6 separate regions of the Mus musculus genome follow, and regions 2, 3, 4, 5 and 6 are each linked to region 1. A link is a contact called in public HiChIP or PLAC-seq and Micro-C data. All regions are on one chromosome and are shown on one strand. The core of a region is the stretch at or near the end of the contact, and the rest is flanking DNA. Distances in the headings are between cores, read along the strand shown. Region 1 holds the start of Lpp (LIM domain containing preferred translocation partner in lipoma). Region 2 overlaps Lpp (LIM domain containing preferred translocation partner in lipoma). Region 3 has its middle 9.0 kb from the start of Gm46545. Region 4 has its middle 5.1 kb from the start of Gm31583. Region 5 has its middle 24 kb from the start of Gm31583. Region 6 overlaps Lpp (LIM domain containing preferred translocation partner in lipoma).

What was found. A called contact is a pair of places that touch in the nucleus more often than the background predicts. HiChIP or PLAC-seq counts read pairs in DNA pulled down with a chosen protein or histone mark.
Region 2: a contact with region 1 is called in an H3K4me3 HiChIP or PLAC-seq map of bone marrow-derived macrophages, with 5 times the contacts expected there. The contact joins the enhancer-like site here to the promoter of Lpp in region 1. A contact is called at or near these places in 8 of 39 promoter capture datasets (the 3T3-L1 cell line, 3T3-L1-derived adipocytes, the C10 cell line and 3 more), 1 of 15 datasets of contacts at CTCF or cohesin (pro-B cells), 1 of 484 Hi-C or Micro-C datasets (liver) and 7 of 115 datasets of contacts at active chromatin or transcription factors (bone marrow-derived macrophages, cardiomyocytes, craniofacial prominence and 4 more).
Region 3: a contact with region 1 is called in a Micro-C map of muscle stem cells, with 4 times the contacts expected there. The contact joins the enhancer-like site here to the promoter of Lpp in region 1. A contact is called at or near these places in 10 of 39 promoter capture datasets (the 3T3-L1 cell line, 3T3-L1-derived adipocytes, the C10 cell line and 6 more), 2 of 15 datasets of contacts at CTCF or cohesin (the NIH/3T3 cell line and pro-B cells), 11 of 484 Hi-C or Micro-C datasets (the C2C12 cell line, bone marrow-derived macrophages, cortical neurons and 3 more), 11 of 115 datasets of contacts at active chromatin or transcription factors (the 230-238 cell line, the SCID.adh cell line, bone marrow-derived macrophages and 7 more) and 2 of 9 other capture datasets (adipose tissue and liver).
Region 4: a FOXA1 HiChIP or PLAC-seq map of pancreatic cancer cells shows a contact between it and region 1. The contact joins the enhancer-like site here to the promoter of Lpp in region 1. A contact is called at or near these places in 9 of 39 promoter capture datasets (the 3T3-L1 cell line, 3T3-L1-derived adipocytes, the HPC-7 cell line and 5 more), 1 of 15 datasets of contacts at CTCF or cohesin (the NIH/3T3 cell line), 7 of 484 Hi-C or Micro-C datasets (the C2C12 cell line, liver and nephron progenitors) and 7 of 115 datasets of contacts at active chromatin or transcription factors (the SCID.adh cell line, bone marrow-derived macrophages, cardiomyocytes and 3 more).
Region 5: a contact with region 1 is called in an H3K27ac HiChIP or PLAC-seq map of trophoblast stem cells, with 15 read pairs. The contact joins the enhancer-like site here to the promoter of Lpp in region 1. A contact is called at or near these places in 4 of 39 promoter capture datasets (the 3T3-L1 cell line, 3T3-L1-derived adipocytes, hematopoietic stem and progenitor cells and 1 more), 1 of 484 Hi-C or Micro-C datasets (brown adipocytes) and 2 of 115 datasets of contacts at active chromatin or transcription factors (bone marrow-derived macrophages and trophoblast stem cells).
Region 6: a contact with region 1 is called in an H3K4me3 HiChIP or PLAC-seq map of bone marrow-derived macrophages, with 5 times the contacts expected there. The contact joins the enhancer-like site here to the promoter of Lpp in region 1. A contact is called at or near these places in 2 of 39 promoter capture datasets (hippocampal neurons and liver), 1 of 15 datasets of contacts at CTCF or cohesin (large pre-B cells), 1 of 484 Hi-C or Micro-C datasets (nephron progenitors), 5 of 115 datasets of contacts at active chromatin or transcription factors (the 230-238 cell line, bone marrow-derived macrophages, embryonic stem cells and 2 more) and 2 of 9 other capture datasets (adipose tissue and liver).

What each region holds. Positions count from the first base shown.
Region 1 is chr16:24,391,234-24,394,970 of GRCm38.p6, forward strand. It overlaps Lpp (LIM domain containing preferred translocation partner in lipoma), which reads left to right and starts at 2,117. Exons shown (of 13, transcript NM_178665.5): 1 at 2,117-2,371. Lppos (LIM domain containing preferred translocation partner in lipoma, opposite strand) reads right to left here and starts at 2,422. Exons shown (of 2, transcript NR_037954.1): 1 at 2,121-2,422; 2 at 1,323-1,874.
Region 2 is chr16:24,784,038-24,787,774 of GRCm38.p6, forward strand. All of the region lies in intron 8 of Lpp (LIM domain containing preferred translocation partner in lipoma), which reads left to right. Among named protein-coding and RNA genes, the nearest start is that of Mir28a, 42 kb to the right of the region's middle. Within about 2 kb of position 1,849, at least 4 of the 459 cell types and tissues checked have an H3K27ac peak or open chromatin away from gene starts, as enhancers often do. A contact at or near this core is called in bone marrow-derived macrophages, where this site is marked.
Region 3 is chr16:24,071,811-24,075,547 of GRCm38.p6, forward strand. No RefSeq gene overlaps it. Among named protein-coding and RNA genes, the nearest start is that of Gm46545, 9.0 kb to the right of the region's middle. Within about 2 kb of position 1,946, at least 13 of the 459 cell types and tissues checked have an H3K27ac peak or open chromatin away from gene starts, as enhancers often do. A contact at or near this core is called in the C2C12 cell line, the SCID.adh cell line, muscle stem cells and 1 more, where this site is marked.
Region 4 is chr16:24,093,251-24,096,987 of GRCm38.p6, forward strand. No RefSeq gene overlaps it. Among named protein-coding and RNA genes, the nearest start is that of Gm31583, 5.1 kb to the left of the region's middle. Within about 2 kb of position 1,686, at least 33 of the 459 cell types and tissues checked have an H3K27ac peak or open chromatin away from gene starts, as enhancers often do. A contact at or near this core is called in 3T3-L1-derived adipocytes, the SCID.adh cell line and pancreatic cancer cells, where this site is marked.
Region 5 is chr16:24,111,734-24,115,470 of GRCm38.p6, forward strand. No RefSeq gene overlaps it. Among named protein-coding and RNA genes, the nearest start is that of Gm31583, 24 kb to the left of the region's middle. Within about 2 kb of position 1,773, at least 9 of the 459 cell types and tissues checked have an H3K27ac peak or open chromatin away from gene starts, as enhancers often do. A contact at or near this core is called in trophoblast stem cells, where this site is marked.
Region 6 is chr16:24,668,274-24,672,010 of GRCm38.p6, forward strand. The region is part of intron 6 of Lpp (LIM domain containing preferred translocation partner in lipoma); the gene reads left to right. Among named protein-coding and RNA genes, the nearest start is that of Mir28a, 160 kb to the right of the region's middle. Within about 2 kb of position 1,693, at least 16 of the 459 cell types and tissues checked have an H3K27ac peak or open chromatin away from gene starts, as enhancers often do. A contact at or near this core is called in adipose tissue and bone marrow-derived macrophages, where this site is marked.

The DNA.
Region 1 (3,737 bases), core at 867-3,366:
CGAGTTTCCAAGTCCAAACCTCTGCACACTGTGAAAGGACAGAAGAAAGCAGTACAACAAAGCAGGATGTGGCTTTTGCTTTGTGCTAGGACTCCTGATGGCTAAGCACATGGGTCCCCAGACATCCAGTCTATGACTTTGTCACTTACACTGCAGGTGAGGGCCCCATGTGCTGCAATGATCTCTTGTGATTATAACTTTCTATAATGCTCATGAGAACACCATGCCTACCTGAGTGATGCATCAGTACTTCAGGAGAAGCGATACAGTGATCTCCCCCAACACAGAGAACAGTTTCAACATAATTAGTAGCATTTCTGGATCAACACAGCACTCTTACAATGTGTATGATTGAGGAAATGAATGACTCTAATTATACCTTATTAAATTTTATTAATCCTCATTAGAACTCTATTATTCTTTATAAGTGGGTTACTGAGAAGGGAGTAAAGGAAGCAAGGGATGCTGGTCAAGTTCTGTTATACCTAAACGAGCAATGGATGACTTCCATTGCAGTAGCACAGAGGGCACGCATTGGCTGAAATGCTTAGGGTAGAGTGAATACACTGATCTCTTAAAAAGCCGGACCCCTGGGAGCCTGTTTCCCGTGGAACGCACAGGTACCCGTGTTCTCTCCTGCTGTAATCCTACTTTTGAGTGTGTGTAGCTGGAAAACTTGGGAGGGCAAAGGGGTTAAGCAGTTTGGCCCCAGAAGTGTTTGAATTTTGAAGACTGCCGGAGAAATGTTCAATACATGTTAAGTACAGGAGTACGTACTTTGACACTTAGTCCGAAAGGTTCATCAAAATATAACCGGAGAAGAGGCACGTTGGAGCGTCCCCACCCCTGAAGTCCCTGGTGTACTTTTTCTGTCTGCATGACTGAGTTAGGCTGTAGAAGGTGAGGGCCCACGGTGGTGGAAGGTGGCTTGAGAGTGGGAAGGTCAGGGGCATGCTCAGACAGCTGTGTTGTGCAGGTCATGTTATGGTATTTTCCTTAGATCCTACCCAACCCAATCAAAGACCAGAATGGGTGGTTGTGTTATTAGCATGGGTTGAAGTTGTTTGGGAGACTGGGGTAAAGCAAAGGATACAGGATAGAAACACCCACACCCCCACCCACACACCCACACCCAAATCTGTGTTTTTGGTTAGTTTGTGACAGTGTCTATGTAAACCTCTCTTGTGCCGGGATGAAAAGCGTTCACTACTGAGGGCCAGAGGGCTTCCAGTGTCTCCTAGCCGGAATCTTAACCTAGTAAAAGGGGTTCTCATCGTTGCTCACTTTTACAAATATCAAACACAAAATATCCAAACCCAACCTTCCAAGAACAGGCTTGTCTTTATTCAAACCAGTTCACCCAGTTCGTGTATTTTCTTTTTTTAAGCTGTAAGAACAGAGCAAGCTTTCTGGTTGGTTTTCCGGCAGGGCAGGGTTGGGAAGCAAAAGTTAAACTCCAAAGGTTCTTGTCTTTGAACAAAGGACAGGAAGTTGCCCTGAAGCACTCGATTGCCATTGTTTCTCAAGGCTTGTCAACCACAACCTTCCAGGAACTGGGGTTAGTCACTTCAGTGGGTCAAGTCATCTGCCTAGCTCTAACTTGGGTCTAAGCTCACAGTTAGAGGCCGGGTCGTGCCTGGAGGCGGAAACCCAGCTAAGAGTAGAATACTGGCTCCTCTCCACGGGGCAGGACTGGGTCAGGTCCCAGCTTCGGAGCTCTCCTGTGCGAAGGGAACTGAAGTTGCTCTCTACCATCCCGGACTTCTGAGTCCTGCTGGAGTCCTGGGCGGGGCTCCGACGAGGCTCTTAGGGTGGGGGGTGGGGTGTTCCATGGCAGGATCTCTTTGCTCAAGCTCAGCTTTCCAATCTGTCGTCTGCAGAACAGACCCGAGTTGTGCCGGTTTCTCGACTTCCTCCTGCATCTCCTTCCTCTTCCTCCAGTGGAGGCAGATCCCTCTTTTCCTTCCTCTTCCCATGCTCCCTGTACCCCCTCCTCCCCCCGCGTCCCCTCCTCCAGGAAGTGCATTGCCCAGGGTCACCCACCTCGAGCCGCCGCTGCCCCCCGCGCCCCCTCCCCGTCCGGCTAGTGCGGCGGCCCGCGGGCACACGCCTCCCCATACCTTACATGGACAAATGCGTGCAGGCAAAGTCAGGAATTCAGGCCCCTGACGTCAGCCTCCAGCGCTCAGGGCACCGCACGGGAGACCGCGGGGAGGGGGTGGGGAGGAAGGAGGGGGAGAGCACCAACCAGCAGCCACTCCCGGCCTGCTGCTGAAGTTTCACTTTTTGTCTGTGGGTTCGCTCCCGGGGCCCGCTCGAGCTTTCCCGGGATAAGTAGCGTTAGCGGCGGGGGAGAGCCGGCCGCTGCAAGGTAAGGGCCGGCAGCGGGGCCGGGCACCGGGGAGGACGCGGGCCGGGCGGAGCGGGCCGCTGCGGGCCGCGGGCCGGGCCGGGACAATGGGAGGGGGAGTGCCCGGCACCTCCTCCTCCGCCCGAGCCTCCGCCTCCAGCCGTCGCGGCCGCCGCTGCCCGGTCCACCTCCTCCCCCAGGTATCGTAGCGAAGGCTTCCTCCCGCAGCCTCGGCCCGCGGGCGCCGCTCGACCCCCCGACCCCCCGGGGGACGGGCCGCTGAGGGTGGTGGGGAGCGCGGGGCGCCCTGCTCCGCCCCGCCCGCCGCGGAAGTGCGGGTCCCCGGCCGGGAAGCGGGGGTGCACGCCGTGGGGGAGGGGCGGATGCGGGAGTCCCCAGCGCGCCCCCGGCCCGGGCCTTTCTGGGTGCCCAGGGGGCGGGGCCGCGCCCGGTGGCTTCGAGCTTTCGTGGAATCCCAGTTGTCACCGCGGAAAGGGCCTAGGGACCCAGTGACTCGGAGTCTTCCCATTTTACAGTCAGGGCAGGCGAGGCAAAGAGAGGCAGGCTTTCCTGGAAGTCATCCCTGGAAGGTGGAGCCAGGTTAAGATCGGTGGCTCCGGACCTCTGCTCCCCTGCTGCCTTTTTAAAATTTTTTAAAAAATTTATTAATTAATTTATCTTTTTGTAAGCGGTTGTGGAGTCTCCACTGCTTTTAAGCACTGTAGGTTACAGAGGCCAAACTTTGCCCTCTGGGAGCGCTCACTGGAACGCAGGAGCCTAACCTGACTCAAAGTAGGAAGGGCCAAATCCTGGAGAGAACGCAAAGATCAGGTTTTTTTATGGGAGTTCGCGGAAGGACTTTTCTTATTTTGGCCTCCATGGCCGGACCCGAAATCCCAGAGGGGCCTGTGATTGACTCCTTTGAAGGATAGGGAGTTTTCTTAAGTAAAAAAGGCGAGGCCTTTCGTGTCAGGGAGGCAGCTGCAGACCAGAGAAGGCTAAATAAGGGTGGGGAGTGGGCGTGGGTGGAATTGTGTTCGTGGCTTGGGGTGGGAGTATGACAGGAGACCGTGTCAGTGGAGTTGTGGCTTGGGTACTTGGACAGGGCAGTGTAAACTGTTTCTGGCCTTCTTTCTCTTTAGGAAGGGGGTCCACTGCTTCCCCTCCCCCACAAGGAAGGCCTGGCAAGAGCTCTCCGCGGATCCTTTCTGGGACTCTCCTGTTTCTATACACTCCCTTTGCAAACTTGCCTCTGCAGTAAAACTTTTTCTCAAAGATGTTAGTGACTTAATGGTTCACTGTTTTCACTATTCCCGGCACAAGCGAGTTTTCAGACAAGCTTTAGGGGAAGAGGGAAAGTGTACAGGGCTACTGTAGAGTGTGTCAA
Region 2 (3,737 bases), core at 599-3,098, 390 kb after region 1:
TATCTTAGACCGACATCTCATCTCTTCATCCTCATGATGCTGTCAGATTCCATTAAATAAACATTACAGTATTAACAACAGGATCCAGAATAACCTGAGACTAGCATCTTTGGGAATGCTGGGAAATATCACCTTGATTAGGTTAATTGAGGTGGGAGAACCAGGACCAGCCCTGAAAGTAAGAGGCACCATCCACTGGGCTTGGTTCTTGAACTGCATGAGAGAGAGAGAGAGAGAGAGAGAGAGAGAGAGAGAGAGAGAGAGAGAGAGAGAGAGAGGGAGGGAGGGGTAGGGGGGGGGAGGAGAGAGATATGAGTGCTTGAGCTCAGCAATTCTCTGCTCCCCAGTTGATGCAGTGTGACCAGCTGCCTCATGCTCCTCTGGCTGGAACTTCCCTTCTGTGATGCACTGTAATCTCAGACTGTGAACTACAAACCCTTTCTCCTCTTAGTTGTTTTCGTCACAGTATTTATCACAGCCATGGAAAAGATAACTAACACAGGTGTCCGACCTTGGAGTCTTGTCCCACTAGCGGATCATCTAGGAAAGCTGTGCTATGTGGCATGCGTATGTTGTAAAAGCCTGAAAAGGAATTCCCCAGATACTTTCATTAGAAAAGTAGTCAGTTGTGAATTCCTCCAAAAGAAACCAGATTCCTTAAATACATTTTTTGGTACAGTATTAAAAGCCTAGGAGTTTATAATTAAAGCTTCAACTCTTTATTTATTTCCATAGCTTGGGATTCTAAGCATATTGCAGAACATATCTGAACTATTGCTCCAAACCACTCAAAATTTGTACCAAATTAAGTGCTTATTCATGCACTGGGCTCTGTGTTTACACACACACACACACACACACACACACACACACACACACACAGAGAGAGAGAGAGAGAGAGAGAGAGAGAGAAGAGAAGAGAAGAGAAGAGAAGAGAAGAGAAGAGAAGAAGAGAAGAGAAGAGGAGAGAGAGAAAAACGCAAACAGAAAATAGTGCCAAGGCAGAGAGAGTGTTTAATATTTATAGTAAGATAGGATACTCTTACTAGGTATATATAGAGGAAAAGTTCCAATTTGATTTTTGAGCAAATGGAAGCCAGGAGAGGAGAATAAAAATTCACCTTCATGGTTGGCAAGAATGAAAGGTGTAGGTACCAGAAAAGGCTCTGGTCAAAGAGGACTATGGAAAATTGATTAACAAATCCCACCTTGCAGAAGACAATGTGTTACAAGACTCACATGTTCTATAGAGATTTGGAGAGGGTGGGCCTCTGAACACAGAAATGACTTACGCTGGGAATTAACATTCTTCTAGGTTTGGTGGAACCACTGAACTTAGTGGCTTCTCGGTGTAACAAAGCATTCTCAACTCTGCTAGCATATACCTTAACAAAAGTTCAGTCATCTCCCCGGGAGTATTTTATATTTTATTCCAAGTTGATACTTCTTAAATGTTTCTAAAATAGAATTTGTGGTTGAGCATTGCAAAATGCTATATATGTATAATGTGGAATAAAAAATTTTCAGAGTTTTGTTATGAGAAAGGAATCATAAAGGAAACTTTCTATGCTCAGTGAAAATAGTAAGCTATTGAGCACATTTATAACTCAGTAAGTGATAGTTCTCTTGAACCTTATGCTCAGTGGAAGTAGCCATTACTAGGTAACTATTAGTTTATGGGATTTAAAATTACCATGGAAACAAGGCCTGTGGGCTTCTCTGTGAGGAACTTTCTAGATAAGGTAAATGGAGGCTGAAAGACCCATCCTAATTGTGGGCAGCAGTATTGCAATAGGCTGGTCCTGGATTGAGCAAGAAGGAGCAGGCAGCACAAACATGCTCAGTTCCTGATTTAGAATAAAATGTGACCAACTGTCTGTAGCTCTAGCTGTCAGGACTGCCCACCAAGATGGACTGTACCCTCAAACTGTACCAAAAGAAGCCCTTCTCCCTTGAGTAGCTTTTGTCAGGATACCTTACTACAGCGTTAGGAAGTGGTAAATACAGAACAGGAACAGAGAAAGGTCAAAAACATTTCAGTTAGACAGTACTGGGTTCAAAATATGACTGTGCTTTCTATTAACTATGTACCTCTGAGTTGACCAACTCTCTTAATTTCAGCTTTCATATTTGCAAAAGGATAGAGTGGCACCTTCAGAATGGAATATAGTAAAGAATAAACAATAAATATATTTACACACAAAATCCACTACTGGCAAGTAGTGTAGCATGTGCAGTGGTTCCTTTAATGCTCCGAACATCATCCTAAAACTCGTGGTGTGATACCCAGTGTCTTCCAAAGCAAACCACTCCAGCCTTAGACGTTTAGGTTTAGAACTTCCCCCTAAAGCACAGTGGAATAGTAAAGAAAAAAAAAAAAAAGAAAGAAAGAAAGAAAGGAAAAGAAAAGAAAAGAAAAGAAGATACCATTTTCTGTATGACTTTCTTTAGAAATATTTCAGAAGAAATTTTCAAATCCTTGCAGTCTTTGCCTCACTTACATGGCCATTCCACAGCATCATCTATTTTCCATTGACAGTTCTGAGAGCCATATGTACTCAATGGCTCTCCCCTTGACTTGTGGCTTTACCAGTTCAGCAAGTTGAAGTTTACTAGGAGCCAAGTCCCAATAGGATCTGAGCCTTAGAAGCACAGTGACATCTTTGCTAACTTGCACTGTGCGTGCTGTGCTTTGAAATGGAAAGCTTATTGCCCTTCCTTGCTTGTCCATGAGAAAATATTTGTAGAACACCCCATTTAGAAGAAAAATGGTTTATACATTCTCTTCCTGATAGGATTAGGAGTCTGATCTTGCCCTGTCAGTTCTTGGCCCCACCTGCCAAGGAGAAGAAGGAGAAGGGGAGGGGCCTTGGAGGAAGAATTGTGGGAGGGGGTGACAGGAGGGGTAGCTGAGCAAGATGTAAAGTAAATAAGTAAAAATACTAAATTAAAAGTAAATAAAAGAAAGAAGAGATTAAAAATGACTTGCAAAGAATACTTAAAATAATTTATATTGGATTAATGAATGTAAACTCAAGTAAATTTGTAGGAAAATGTTTTATGACATTTTGGCTGTGATGAAATTAAAGTTAAGGTAGCCTACGATACCTTCTGAGTTTTACATTATATGCAGGGCCCACTTTAATCCAGAACAATTTCTTTCTTGATATCAGGTTTGTTGCCCAAAGTAAGTAGTATGGGTAGGATATGGTACTGCGCTTGGTCAGTGATCCAAGCATCAAGTCTTTCCTCAGTTTCCCTCAAGGTTTCACCTAAGATGTGTCAGTTGCTTGCCTGCAGTAGTGATATCATACAAAACCAATCCTAGAGTTATATATACTGAAAGAATCCTGGGGACTACAAATACAGTCCTACAGGCTAGCCCTTCAAAAATCAAAAATACTAATAATATTTTTTAATTGATTATATGGGGTCATATAAATTTACTTGATCTAATCTATAACTTTGTGAATGGCTTAAGGCAGAGTTGCTATAGTCTCAGTTTCACTAGTGAGCCTACTGACCTGGGGAATTAAAACTGTGCATGAAAGTAAAGATGTCCAAGTAGCCTTATCTCTGGTAACCTGGCTTGTTTCGAGCAATCACAAAATCGTTATCTTACACATTTAGCGAGCAGAAGCACCGGGCTGCCTAGAAACAGAAGCCTTACTACATCTGAAATCTCCCTTAGCCAGCTCCTTCTCTAATGCCCCATTTGATAAAGCCCCAAAATGAAC
Region 3 (3,737 bases), core at 696-3,195, 320 kb before region 1:
TCTCGAACCTAAATCAGAAGTCCAGGGGTCAGGGAAGGAGACCAGGTGGGTGGCCGAACCCAGAGAACAATCCAGTGGAGGAACACAGGTTCTCTTCAGCTATGTCCTGGATCGTGTCACTCCTTTGCTCCCGCCTCCCCTGATGCCCCATTTCTCCTGTAGTGACATCCCAAGTCTCTGAAAACACTCACAATCCACAGACTTGCTTCTATGTTGCCTCTTTGGGCTTCATGCCCACTCCTTTCCCAGGCCCCTCTACCCCAGCACGATCAGACACTGCTATAGTGACACAGCTTCCTTCTCTCTAGAATGCATTTTGAGGCTTTCTTCTGGGCAGGCACTTCTATGGTTATATGATTGGTAAGCCCCTGCTCTCCACAAAAAGCTGGAATCTCACCTCCGCTGTAGCTCTACATCAGCCTGTGCATTGGTCCCTGGCCACCCCAAACCAGGGCTTTCTGCTGCCGGGACTTTAGCCCTCTTAGCACAGTAGATCTTTGCCCTGCTTAGGATATAGAATAACATTGGTCTCCCTGCTAGGAGGCAGGTCCTTCAGAGGCCTGTAGACCTCTGAAGTGTGCCTGCTCAGCCAAAGCTCCCTGAATAGAAGAGAAAGCAATGAAAGAGAATGTAAGAATTACCATTTTTGAAGTATTTTAAGCTTCATAGAGCAGTAGCAAAGACAATACAGGTTTCAAATAAATTCCTTGCAAATGCTCAATTGTATCACCATATTTCCCCGGAGATTAGCCATATCAACATTAACGTTACTAGTTTCAACTCCAATGGCATCTGCAGAACCCCTTGGGTTGCAAATGCCCTCTCCTCCCCAGCCCTCTCTTCCCCACTCTCTGCTCTCTCCTCTTTTCTTTTCTCAACTCTCCTCTCCACACATCAACTCACTCATACCACCTATAGTGCAAGGCTAGGGAGGAGAAAAGAGAGTATATCCACGAACAGATTAAAGAGGCTCTTCAAGGCTTCATGGTTTGAAAGAGAAGGATCAAATCGTAAGTGAGCCGGGGTTTCCTAACTCATGGCTTGTCCCTGTTTCTTTGGGCAATGCTGCCATTTTTCCAATCAGGTTCCATTGCCTCTGCTCTGGCTGCATGGGCTAGCATGGTTTTTTCCTTTCCTTTCCTTTCCTTTCCTTTCCTTTCCTTTCCTTTCCTTTCCTTTCCTTTCCTTCCCTTGCCTTCCCTTCCCTTCCCTTCCCTTCCCTTCCTTCCTTCCTTCCCTTCCCTTCCCTTCCCTTCCCTTCCCTTCCCTTCCCTTCCCTTCCCTTTCTTTCTTTTTTTGTATTTCTGACAAGGTGAAGATGGCAGCTGCCTCTTCAGCTTGTATGCTGGGCTGGCCCTGAGCAGCTGTAACTCACACTACCAAGTGCTGAGACACCAACATTCCTGCCCCTACACGGCATATCCTCCCCTCACTCAATCATTCTGCACCCGAAGTGCCAGAGGGAGGAGGTGCTGCCAGCCGTGGCTTACCACAGGGTCCTCAGGCGCCCTGCAGCCTGGTGACTGGGATGCCATCTGGCACCCGCCACAGCTGCAGGGCCTCCAGCCTGGCCTAGAAATCCAGAGTGGGCTCTTGGCATTGGCGCAAGAAAGCCCTCTAGCCTCTGGTCAGTATGTCCATCCTTTCCTAGATGGAACAAGCCACTGATTGTCTCCAGGCCTCAGCCTCCTCAGCTGTCAGGACAGGAGAAGAAGTGAATTTGGGAGTACTTGATCTTTCATTTTTCTCAGCCCTGGATCCCCTTATATTCAGGAAGGAGTCTTAGGTCCTGTTCCCAAGTAGAAACAGTACTCAGTATGGAGAAATGGAGACTCATGAGCAGTGAAAAAGTAGCGTCAGAGGGAGAGATCTGATATGGATGCTATGGTGAGGATCAGATGACTTCAGCATAGGTCAAGCATGCAGTCAGTGGTCAAATATTTGCAACAGCAGTAGTGAGAATGACATCTATCCCGAGTCTCATCTGCTCCCGTCATCCATCCGAAGCCAGGCCCTTGCTTTCCGCTGCCATGTGTTCTCTGTGCCAAGGGTGCACACACGCCTCTGTCCCAGCTTCCTAAAACATAGCTGTGCTATGCATTCCTTTCCTGTTCAGAATCCTTCACTGATGCCCAAGCACCCCAGGAGTTAGGTGTCAATGCTTCACACTGTGCATCAAGAGTCACAACACATGGGTCCCCCCTCCTAACCTTCCCAGCCTTCTTGGTTCCCCACACCTGCCCAGTGCTTTGGTAAACCTGCCTTTCGTGACCAACAACAGGTGCTAGTTGTTGATGTCTGGCAAAGAGCAATAAGATCGTATGTTAGATGTGGCTCTGGAGTCAGAAAAAAATTAATGTTGGATGGCTGTGTGGCCCTCAGCAATCTCTGAGCCTTGGTGTCCCCACTTCTAAAGAAGGATTTGTAAATGGTACCTCAGGACTGTGAGGACAGAAGCCAGATGGAGAGCGTCTGATCTCCAGTGAGTACCACTACTCAGTACCCCTTGTTACTCGGTGCTCCCATACTCTGGCTGGGTCCTGCCTAATACTGACCCCTTCCTGACGGACTGAGATATGCTTCCCTAGTACGCCTTCTGCACACACCCTGCTTTTCCCTTTGTAGAAGTCAGGTCTGGTTCTTCTTCTCAGTCTCGTGCTGTCAGAAAGAAGACTCAGGCTCAACATATATTTACAAATGCCTTGGCCATACAGCTAGGCTCTTCTCTGACTCGATCATAACTTAGATTAAACCCATTTATCCTAATCTACATTCTGCCATGTGACTGGTTACCTGTGCTCAGGTACCACACATCGATCTCCTCACATTTTCCCTGGTGAATTTCCTGTGCCTGGCACTATCCCAAAATCCTTTCTGCTTTTTGGATGTCCCACCTCCAACTTTCTGACTCCGCTATAGGGCATCAGTTATACTATTGACAGGTGTCACATCCATACAGACACAAGATATTTTCTCTACACCCCTCATAGTCTAGTGACTTGATTCTTCTTTTCTTTTTCCTTTTTCTTTTTCTTTTTCCTCTTTTTTCTTTTTTCTTTTCTTTCCTTTCTTTTCCTTCCCTTTCCTTCCCTTTTCTTTCCATCCCTTCCCTTTTCTTTTCTTTCCCTTTTCTGTCAGAGTGAAGCCCCTGAATGTAAGAAGAAATCTTTCACCAACCAGCCAGCACTTCAAAGGTGTCAACCAGAGTACGTTGGACAATGAGCTAAAACAATGAAATTAGAGTGAAAGTATGGATCAGGGAGATCTATAGACGCACACTGAAATCCTAAGGGTAGGCTACCTCTTCCATGGTCAGTACAGGATGGCTGAGTGCCAGCTCTAAGTCATGCATGTCACCCTGTAGGAGTGGATAAAGCCATTAGCGAGCCTGGGTGGGGATAGCTTTCTTTGCTCGGGTTGTGTTGCAGTACAGGAGGGTTGAACCCAATGAGCAAGTAGGGGTGAGGGAGGAGAGGCAATGAGAAAGTGTGATTTTTATTTGTTTACCTCTCACCTGTCGGGGCACCTTGGGCCATGGATGAAATGAATTAGGCTTTAAAAAAACCAAACCAAACCAAAAAAATGAACCAGTCACTCTTCAACATGGTCCGCAGAGCAGCAGCAATGGAATTCCATACCAGAGCAACAGAAATATAGAAGTGGATTGACAGTCGGAATCAGCAACTTCAGAGGGGGCCCAAGCAATCACCTATTCTATCTGGTCCTCATGTTCTGAG
Region 4 (3,737 bases), core at 436-2,935, 300 kb before region 1:
CTGTGATTCAATGTTTCCTATCACTTAACATCAGAAAACACTCGAAGTGAGGAATCCCAGCTTGCTTGCCTCCTTATACTTAAGACATATGTCCTTTCAACTCATAGAGATTCATTGAGAGGAGGGACTTGGTTTTCATAGGTTGTCATAGCAACTGGCACACCTCACCATCAGAAGCGGCACACAAAAGGCACTCTGCATAGAGTCCATCAGTTTCTGGGACACCAACTCACATCTGTACTTGCTAGTTTTCAGCTGTAGAACTCAGTGGTTAAATGAGACGCTCTCTGAGTTGCTTTCCATCTCCAACTGGAAACCTTAGATAACCTGAACAAATACCTTAACTTCACAAACAGAAATAGTGGGATCGCTTTAAGGAAGCGAGTGGGAGTCCACAGGACCGAGAGAGATATGGGGATTAAAAACGGGCGACTATGAAAGATGAGTTCAGCCATCCCTCATGGAGCCACAGTTCTGAGCAAAATAGGCCCCTCACCAGCATGGGGAGGGGCAGGCTGGGAAGCCCAGTGAGAAGAACCCCCAAAAGCCTGGGAGCCCGGACATGTGCTTCTGGGCCAAGCCCGCCCTTGTTTGCCCAGCCACCCTGAGCCTCCTGTCACTGTGGTTTGAAATCAAAACATCCATTCTTCCACAAGGTCATGAGCGCTCAAGAGTCTTACTGCCTCTGAAGACAACCATTTCTGTCTGGGTGAGTTCTATTTATCAGAAATGTTTCAAAAGCATGCTAATAGCATCCTTAATTGCACACGCCTCAGTGTTCTTGCTGGCTAGCTGATCAGCTATTTGGGACCTGGTTACTGTGCAGTAGGTAATTCCCTGGAGAATTACTGTCCCCACAAGTCTCTGCTGTCTGTTGTACTGCAAAGAAGGCTGGTCCTCTACCCAGTCCTCAGCCTCTCGGCTCACATACCTAGCTCACATTAATCACTCAGAAAGCACATTGGTAACTTACTGCTTAAAAAAGAATGTGGATTTTGGGGTATTTTTTCCCTCTTCTTTAATCAAGGGAGTGTTGCTCACTATTTACTTTATGAGACAGTTGCACACAAATGATTGGGATTAAGTACTGGCTTGACTGAAGTCTTGGTTTTGGCTCACTCAGAAGTGATGCAACCCAAATCCAGTTATTTGCCCTCTCCAGGTCTGTTTCCTGGTACAAAAAAAATTAATAATATTTACTTTATGGACTATTGAGAGAATTAAATTAGGTGGCTTGTCCCATGGGAAGTACCATTAAGTAATTAAGAAGACATCTTTTCTCCACAGTTCAACCTTATCCACAGTCCGAGTCCTCTTTGGTACCGCTGACCATCTTATTGGTCTCAGTTCTGTCCTCGGAGACCATGCAAAGTAGGCCAAAATCCTCTTTCCACTTGGCCGTCTTTCAAGTATTTCCATTTGACCACAAGCTCCATACATGGCAAAGGACCTCTCCCGAGAAATTGAGGTGGGAAGAAAAAAGTGTATTCAGGACTTCACCACAATCTGGAGAGAGAACCAAGGAATCCCAACTTCTGCCCTGGAGTGACTGACCACTTCACACCTACCTCCAAGAACAGAGGGGCCAGCCAGAGCTCTTAGAAAATGGCACTGTGGTAGCACATGGCACCGAAGTGCTGACACATGGCTCTTTGATGTGGGCCTTAGCTCATGATGTTGCTTTATTTCCTTAAGTTCGAAGATAAGCATGGGCCACTAGAACCACTTCAGTGAGGAGCAGAGCGAGCTGCCCCGAAGGCTTTTAGGAATTTTCCCACAGAAGTATTGCAGCCAATTGTGCAAACTTGAAAATGGTTTCATGCAAATCTATTTTGCAAATACGTACAATCTTTTTCTGAATTGTTTTTATAACCCCACATCTCTGCACTATCGAAACCCTCAGATACCTGGTTTCTTCTCTCAGGTGGAAGCAATTTCTGAAGCAAGAGAGGGCTTGACTCAATAACTGAAGACTTGGACAAACTGCTCTATGTGTTAAACGGGCACTGTAAGAAACCTATTTGCTACCCTTCTGCCTGCTTGGGATGTGAGCACTCTGTGATCCCTGGTTTAGAAGTGTGACTGACGGACAATTGGAAAATCCCTTTAACTATGTGGTCCTGTAACTTGTCCCACAGGGAACCTTCTTAGCTCTAGGTGATCTTGAAGCTTGAGCTCCTACCAGGAGTTAGTAGCTTATAGGGGTCAGGGAGGGGACCTTGGCAAGATTCCTCCACTAGGATACTAAGTAGACTCAAAGTTTTCAAGGTTACTTTGAAACCAAGAAGCACTACTTTCCCATCTATATTTATTCTAATGGTGAGGTAGCTTCTGGTGAGAATTTGATTAAACAGTGCACTGAAGGCTGCCGTTCACTGTTATGTCTTGATCAAAATTTCAGGGATGTATTATGTTATTTCCTGTGTGAGACTGGAGAAACCTCCCCTCCATGACTGACAGCCTGGTAGGACAAGCTAAGACTTTAATTTTGACCTCCTGTCAGTCTCAGGGCAGGGCTCAGTCTATTACCATGATGACTAGATCAGAAAGTTGACCTTATTAGTCATTCTTCTCTGTCTATAGACAGTCCCAGGCAATGTTTACGATATGACTTCTAAGAGACTAGGAGTCTATCCATTCCACTTTCTGTACCTGGAGCAGCTAGAGTTCAGAGCCCTCTGTCTCCAGTGATAAGTAGTCTTCTCTCCATGCCCCAGGATAATAACGCTGTGGCTTGATCTGTGCACTGGAAAGCACCGAGCTTCACGGTGAATCTTAAGTCTTTCAAAATATACAGTGTTATTTTAAAATTATGGGGACAATAAAAACTAGCCAGCCTTTGGTTGTGCCAATTTTGTCCCTAAGGTCACACTTATGTGTGGAACCCCCTCCTTGTGACCTGGTGCCATGACTCTGCCTGTCTCCATTTCTCCGTCTAGAGAAGAGAATCTGTAACTTCAAAGACTTAGGCAAGCCCCAAGTACTCTCCCACAGAAACTGGGTGAAAGGCTTTGACTGCTCTGCCCCAATCCCACAACTGCCCTAAAATAGAGTCTGCCTCAGATCCTGCTCATTCAGCTCAGATATGATTTCTTCCAATAAGCTTTCTCTGACTCTTCACATTCCACCAGCCAAGCTGGAACTGTAATTGCTCTGTTCTCCAAATTGCCTTTTCTTACAACAAAGAGCAGTTTCTGAATCTTGGTAAGTCCTGTGTGAATAGACTTCTAGAGAGTGGCATTAGGGTGGGGGTAGGGGTGGGGGTGGAGTTCTTGATTACGTGTTGTTCTTGATATCCCTTTAAAGCACTTCTGGTAGGATGAGCTGGATGTGAAAATAAACTGGGAGATAAAAGACCAACTAGCTGGATACTTTGCTTTTTTACCACGACACACTTACAATTTCATTACTTTGGAAATTTAAGTTCCTTGGAAGTGGTTTTTTGGAAACACTCTCTTGGGAACTTTCAGAAAATTTGAAAATCCGTAGCAGGTTATTTTATAATGTCAATAACACAATCTACAAAAACAATGAGAGCATGTATCAAGCATTGGACGCTCCTGTTAGACAAGTGAAATGAAAACAAATTGGAAACATGTATAGATTAAGTAGAAAAACCCTTTACTTAGAAAATCAAATACTTGGAAAAGTTGAGGTTAAATTGGTTAGCACTATTTTGAATGGACACTTCTATAAAATTTGTTTTAAAAACAATATGGAAGAGTCATAAGATGTCT
Region 5 (3,737 bases), core at 523-3,022, 280 kb before region 1:
ATAAGCAGAAACACATGCTTGGTTCTAGAAACCAAGCCAAATACCCAGGGCTATAGTGAAGTTGTGGACCTTAGGGAGGAATCTGCAATTACTGCTTTACTACAGCAGCACAATTCCTAACGATCTTCTGAATATTTGTCCTTATATTCCCAGGTAAATATAGGTCCCACCCTTCAACAAGAAAACTTCTCCTTTCTATAGACAGAGACCATTACAGAAAACCATAATCAATTAAAACACAGAGTTGTGGACCTGAGGGTACATCTATAAACCAACGCCCAGAACCAAGGCTCAGGGGGATCTTTTCAGTAGAGGGGGTGGGAAGATTGTAAGAGCCAGAGGAATAAGGAGTTTGTGTAAGACTGTGTCTCCAAGGAATGACAGAAGCTACACCCATAGAATCTTGCCAACATGGCGGTCTAGGCATGAGCTGAACAAGGACAACAACAGACATGCCAGAGTGGAAGGGGGAAAGCCCAGGATGCCTTGTGAAGAACTCCAGACAACTAAGAGATGCAGGAGAGAAAGTCTTTCCCAGGGAAGAGCACACCACTTGGTTATACAACACCAAATGGTCAGCCCTGAAAATATACATACTAGCGACATTATACAGAATCGACATTATACAGAATGGACGGGTTATATTTATGTATTTAGGAATGCACAGATACATATGTATACAAGTATGTGTGTATGTAATAATTGATGAAAAAGGAGGCTGTGAACTTAAAAAGAGCTAGGAGGGTTTGGGAGAGGAAAGGGAAGAAGAAACAATAATTGTATTTATAATCTCAAAACATACAAAAATAATTTCTTAAAAAATTGTATCTGTTATTTACAGTAAAGCAGTTTATAGCCTTGAGTGCTGTCCAACGCTGTGTGAGGCCTCTCTTGTGATGAACGTATTCACAACACAATACTGTGTCATTTAAACCATCCAGCTAGTGCTGGCCTTTTCCTTCTCCAAGATGGATGTTGAAGAAATGGAAGCAGGATTGAGACCAGGCAGGGAAGAACTTGTCCATCATGGATGGTACCTGCTGTGCCTTCCTACCAGGAGCCCATAGCTTAGAGAGCAGCACCTAGCATGATATCACTCTCATGGGAGCAAAGATTTTGCTTCTAGTGGTCCACTTGCACAGAATGTGAGCCCAGCTTTTTAACATGAAACAAGAAGTTCCTTGAAGTTACTGGGGATGAAGCCATGCCCCACTCTACACCCACTGCTGCTACACTAGACAAAAGGTCCAGGTTAATCTTTCTGAAACATTTCCTGGTCCTAAACTACACAGTCTAATACAAACAAACAAAGACAGTTTCTTAAACCCAACGGTTAAGGTCTCGAGCATAGTTAACCCACCACTCTTTCTAAGGTTGCCTCTTTCTCCTGAACGACCTTCCATTCCAAGTAAACTGGTCATCATCTGAGTACAGCATGTGTGTCTCACCCTTGGGCCATTGCTTATTTTGTGTTCTGTGCCTGGAATGTCCCTCCAGTCATGCCCCTTCCAGCCAGCAAATTCCAACTGGTTTTCTTCATGGAATTGATCTAGTTTAGATGTGTGTTGAATGTGTCTCCCCGCAGTTCTGAAGTAGGTGTTTCAATCTGATTGTGAAGTTTTCAGAAAACACACTTCGAACCCGACTACTGTGCTGTGCTTAGTGGTGGGGCCTCTGGGAGATGAACACGCTTAGATCAGATTTCCAGGGTAGAGTCCCTGGGAATGAGTAACACTGGAGGTATACAAAAGTGCTCTCTCTCACTTGCTCCCTCGCACTCTGCTCTGCCTTGGGGCTTTAGCAGGAAAAAAGGTTATAGTCATATACAGATATGTGAACATCTAGAACTGGGCATTGTGAGTTAAATAAATGCTTTTTCTTCATAGCATAACTCATCTTTAGGTTAGCTCTTTGGATTAATGGGGTAAGTCTAAAGTATATCCAGCATAGTTTAGTATTTAAGATTTATAGTTAAGGCTGGAGGTAATTCAGAGATAGAGTACTAGTCTAGGATATGCAAAGCTTTAAAATCAATCTCACAAGGCTCTCTCTCTCTCTCTCTCTCTCTCTCTCTCTCTCTCTCTCTCTTACACACACAGAAAGAAATAAAGAGACAGAGAAAATAAAGCCAAAATGGAGAGAAATGAACTATGTTGCATATATACACAATTTTATATGCAAGGGCACATGTAGAGGACCTAGGGTCCTTTCCAAGTACCTGCGTGATAGCTTAAAACTGTCTGCAACTCTAGTTCAGGAGACTAGAAACCCTCTTCCAACCTCTTCAGGCAACAGACATGCTGTAGTACACATATGTACAGGCATGCAAAATACTCAAAGACATACAATCTTTCAAATATATAATTATATCTTTCAAAACGCAAACTAAACCTTGGTAAATTTTGCAGGCAGATGAGTGGAACTAGGAGGTGGTAGATAAGGAGACCAAGGTTCAGGAAGACAAATACCGTGGCTCTCCATTATATGTATAGCCTGCTTCTAAGTAAGGGACACATGAGAGGTGGGAGAGGAGGGGGTGCACATGCGATGTGGAAGGGAAGAAGAGAAGAACATAGAAAGAGCAATCCTATTGAGAGTCACACATATTAGTAACGGGGGGCAGAAATAGTCATTTGACAACATTTTAGTGCCTCTTGCCCTGTAATTTCTTTAACAAAGCACTTTGCCCACCTTCCTTCTCCCTGTCATAAAGATTATTGGAATGAAAGGGAAACCCAGCTCTCCTCATGGGTCAGAGCTGATTGCCCAATCCAGAATTTTGAGGCAGGTGGATTCAATCTCACTCCATCTCTCTCGTTTCCTTTTTTGGGGGTGGGGGTGGGGGCTATGTATCTGCAAAGGGAGAAGGTGGTAAGAGACTAGCATTCCGGACTAGTGAAAGTAAAGATACCACTTTGCTCATAGTGAAACATCCATTAGAAAAGAGAAGTGATGGCTCTCAGCCCCCATGGTGACAGTGTTTGGTCCATGAGCTCTGAGGAATTGTGTTTGCCCTGCTTGGTCAATAGTGAATGAGTAAACAGAGCCCAGGTAGGCTCTAGAGTAAGTTTCTCTTGTCACTCCAGAGCCCATGCCTTTTCAAGTGATCAGCATCTTCCACTTCTTTAAGCGTGTGTAAGTCCACAGACCTTGCATCTCTTTATTCCTGTTTGTCTTTCTCCCTGTACATGGTGGATATAGGTATTTCATGAGCTACACATAGTAAGGGGGGCTGGAGAGATGGAGTTAAGAGCACTACCTTTCCCTCTAGAAATCTGTAGTAAGGTAGCAGCCAATTAAAAATAAAATAAAATGCCTATAATAAAGTTTAAAGAGAATTCTCACCTTATTTGTTGGTGAATTTTTCATTACAAGAATTATTCTGATTGCTTATCTGTACACGTACCATGACTACCCAATACTACTAATGTTGGCGCCAGTGTTTTGTCCTGCAGCACCTCTCGTGACTGTCTCAGATGGAGTGAGCAGTGTCTCCAGTGTGTCCCTTCATCTCATTTGCTTCTCTATTGCACCTTGTGAATGATCAGATGTTTAGATGGCAATCCTGACCTGTAGGGGGAAGAGCCACAGACATTCAGCCTTCGCTATTTGCTGAAGAACTGAACATGGAGAGGACATACTAATCCTGATATACTAGCATTTGAATATGGGATCAAACTGCTTCAAAGCAGAATATTTTAGCTTGGGGATATCTTGAAATATTCACCTAGAAGACT
Region 6 (3,737 bases), core at 443-2,942, 280 kb after region 1:
CAGCTCAGCGGTTGGTCACCTGATAGCTGGATCTGGTGAAGATCCCTTCTGTGGTTAACAACTGCAAGGCCCATCATTGAGAAGATAATTCCCATTATCTTCCACAGTCCTCTTCATGGAAAAACTGTCTTCAGATTCGAACTCAGTTCATCTCAAAGTTTTTCCATCATCTTATTACGAGAGTTACATTTGGTTCAACACACTGTCATTTTCTGCAATCCTGCATTGAAATCCCCGGGTCCTTTGGTCATTGTGTACATGTCCTGTTTTTTCCTGTATTCATCAGCAAGGTCTTTGGGCTTGAGAATGAGTCTGATTTGTTCCAGCCCATTTATTTTACTGCCCATCATTTCGGCCTATTCATAATACAAATGACTCATTGCTTTTATTCTAATTTTTTCTCATTACAGCTAAATGTCCCTAAACAGTTAATGTTCAAAAAATTGTTATTTCCTTCCTGTGCTTCTGTACTGCCAGCCACATGGATTTTCTTCTTTTATTGAACTGTTCAGGGGACACCATGACTTATCTTACTTACTCTCACAACCCAGTGACTTCTCTGTATGATCTTTGCTGTATTGATATGATGCTTCCATTCTTAAACAATACCAAGTTAAATTTCCTTGTTTTATGTTTGCTGGCTGATACTTGTTTATCTATTGACTGGCCAGTATTTTTTTTTAATTAAAAGAAGAGCTGTACTTTATTTTCCACTGTCTTGTTCATGGTTTCGACCAGTCCTGCCTTCTTGTAATCCTTCTCTGTTTCTGTCATGACATACCTGATGCACCATTGCTCAATGATAAAAAGCTCCCGTGTGATCCTTGGGAACATGTTTACAGCTTCACCTGCAAAATGACAAGTTGAAGAATATTTTCCTAGAAAACCATTCTGTCTAGCAATGTCTACCTCATTGTAAATGCTACCTTGAAATCCGACTACAGAGATAAGCAGCTACTGCTGCTTAATGTTCCCTTCATCTGATGTATGCATCTTCGTGGAGTGATGCAATTAGTCCTGGACATTGATCCTGACTTTCTGCTATATTCTATAAAGTTAGAATTGCAGCATAGTATAGAGAAGTCCTACAGAAGTAATTTGATATCATAAGTCACCAACTCCCTGATTTATCTGTTCCTATTCTAACCAGTTCTTGTTCTGAGGGAACAGGAGGCCTACATTTCTCAGCTGGCCCACCTGTTCATACCACCCCAGTTACTAGAAGAGCTGGTCACTAGCTCCGTGACAGGCTTCTGTGTTCCTGGGTGTGTGTTCTTCCCATTATCTTCCATTTCATTTCCATTTTAGTACCCACCCAAAATATGATGATTTAGCTCCTATGTCATCCATAGTCCTTATTTTATTGGAAGAATATAGATTAGGAACTTAGTTGATATTCATAGATTGGTTGTTGATTGTTTGATTTCACAGTAGGAAACTTGGAAAGCAGAGAGTGCGCTATGTATCACACTTAACCTTTTGCTGCTAGTGTGAGCTTGCAAAGAGTTTACCATGTACTACTTTTGCTGGCATGGGGTGATAAAGATAGGAAATGGGAGAGGAAGTTATATAGTTCTTGTGCAAATCTAGGTTTTCTATTTTTCCTGTTTTGCTACTGTTTGGAAAGTACAGCCTCCGTTCATGGCAGCCTCACATGTGTTTCCTTAGTGCCATTTCAAAAAGGGGGAAATAAATATGGCATTTTTTTCATAGTGAGAATAGTAAAATCACGAAGATTTCCCCTTTTTCTGTTGGTGAAACTTCAATCGCACTAGGCACAGATTCCTCTACTTCAGCTATGTGTGCCAAGGCAAAGCACACAGAACAGCATACTAGAGCTGTAAAAACCAGGATAACAAGAAATGCTACAGAACCCTTACATTGCACAGTAGTAGGGAGGCCTGGGAGCCAGTGACTCTGCTACTCCACACTCAGTGGCCTGTTTACCCAGCTAGGTATTGTCTTCAGACAAAGGACGCTCTGGACTTCCTATACAGGGAAGCTGTATTTCTTTGATAAAGCTCTTCCTTCCACATAACTGTGCATGGTGAAATTCACCCTGAGTGTCTTACAGTCCCTACACACAGTTCTAATAAATGAATTGTTCTCTTTGGCAGTTAGGATGGCATTTGAGGAAGTTTTGTAATCTAAAGCTTTATGCATTATTAGAGAGCAATAAAAAGCTGTCTGTTCAAGCCTATGGTGATCTGCTATGGACTCCAAAGGGTGGGGCCCAACTGTGCAGCAGAAGAAACAGTAGTAGATCTTGTAGTGGCCCTGATGGCTGCCATTGGTAATTCTGGAAAAGAGAATGGTTTCTGGAGGATGTGGAGAACACAGAGGCAGGATGCTTACAGGATTCTTGCTTTCTTCTAGGTGGGTGGCTTGGCTTGTTTTTGTGTTTGTGGAATGAGAATATTCTCTGAGGCAAATGTTAAGTGTGTATTTCTAGAAGAGATGTTGATAATAATCCCTCATCAATGAACAGTTCTGTGCAGTCTCCAGATAGTATTGTGGCAGGAGGGTGAAAATAATGCCTTGATAAGTCCTGGATTTTTTTGTATTGCTATTGTTCTTTAATTAAATGTGTATTAAGCTCCAACAAGGCGCTATGAAGAATGTCAACTTACAGATGATTTTCAGCATACTCAGAAGATTTATAAACACCAATAAATGGAAAGTCACAGCCCCCCTCTGAGGTGGTAAACATATTTGTTCTTCCTACAAATGAGAAGTGCAATAGGCTGTACTCAACCCGACCAGGACTGAGGGTGAGAATTGAGAACTGTTGAACAGAGAGAAAAGCATTTTCCATCACTAGGAATTGGATTAGAATGTATTATTAAGGAACTATGCCTAAATGTGCTTAGAGTTGTGAGGTTTTAATTAAATTGTTCCAGTTACTGTTAACATTTGGGTTAGAAAGAGGCTGCCAACGTATGACACTATGTTTCAGATTTAGTGTCGAAAATAATTGGGAAAGAGACAGAATACTTGATACTGAAGAATTTAGATTTGTTCACTCTATGGGAGGTGCTAGGGATGTACCTTCTAATAGATATCTCAGCTATTTCTACAATCAAAGATGGTATATGTTCCCTTTGAAACCCAATTCTTGCTTGTCTTTGTTAACATAGCCTTTCCTTGGAACCAGGACTTTTCGTTTACACAGTAACCATTTCCAGACCTTATTTAGTTGGTACAGTTACAGAAGGCCTGTCACATGCTTAAGTTCCTCTCCTGTCACCTGGTCTCCAAGTTATCTCCTCAGGTTGTGATATTATTCCCCTGTTTCTTAAGTAAAAACCAAAATGAAGAGCACATGGATTTGTTAAGAGTATGTGCCTTTAAATCCTTGCCATTTAAAGCCAGTGGGACTTAGATTCCACCTTAAGTGTGAACAGCAAACAGGAGACTTAACTGAGAAAGTTAGTTGAAGGCAAATATGTCTACAAATAAAACTCATGGCTGAAAGATGGGAGCGGTGGAAAGTGCAGGTGGAATGACCAGTTCAGGCTTTCAGTTTTCCTTTGTTTGGTGTCTTTATTCACACAGACTCAGCACTGAGCCCTTGCCAAGAGCACAGTAGGTCTTTGATTATCATTGACTCTCAATAGTCTGTGAACAAGGAAGCATTTGTCAGGAAGGACTGCACTGCAGAGGCATGGGCACCATTCAGACTCAAGGAAGGATTTATAAGTTGAGATGAGAGTAGTGAGACTTGAAGACTCCATCCT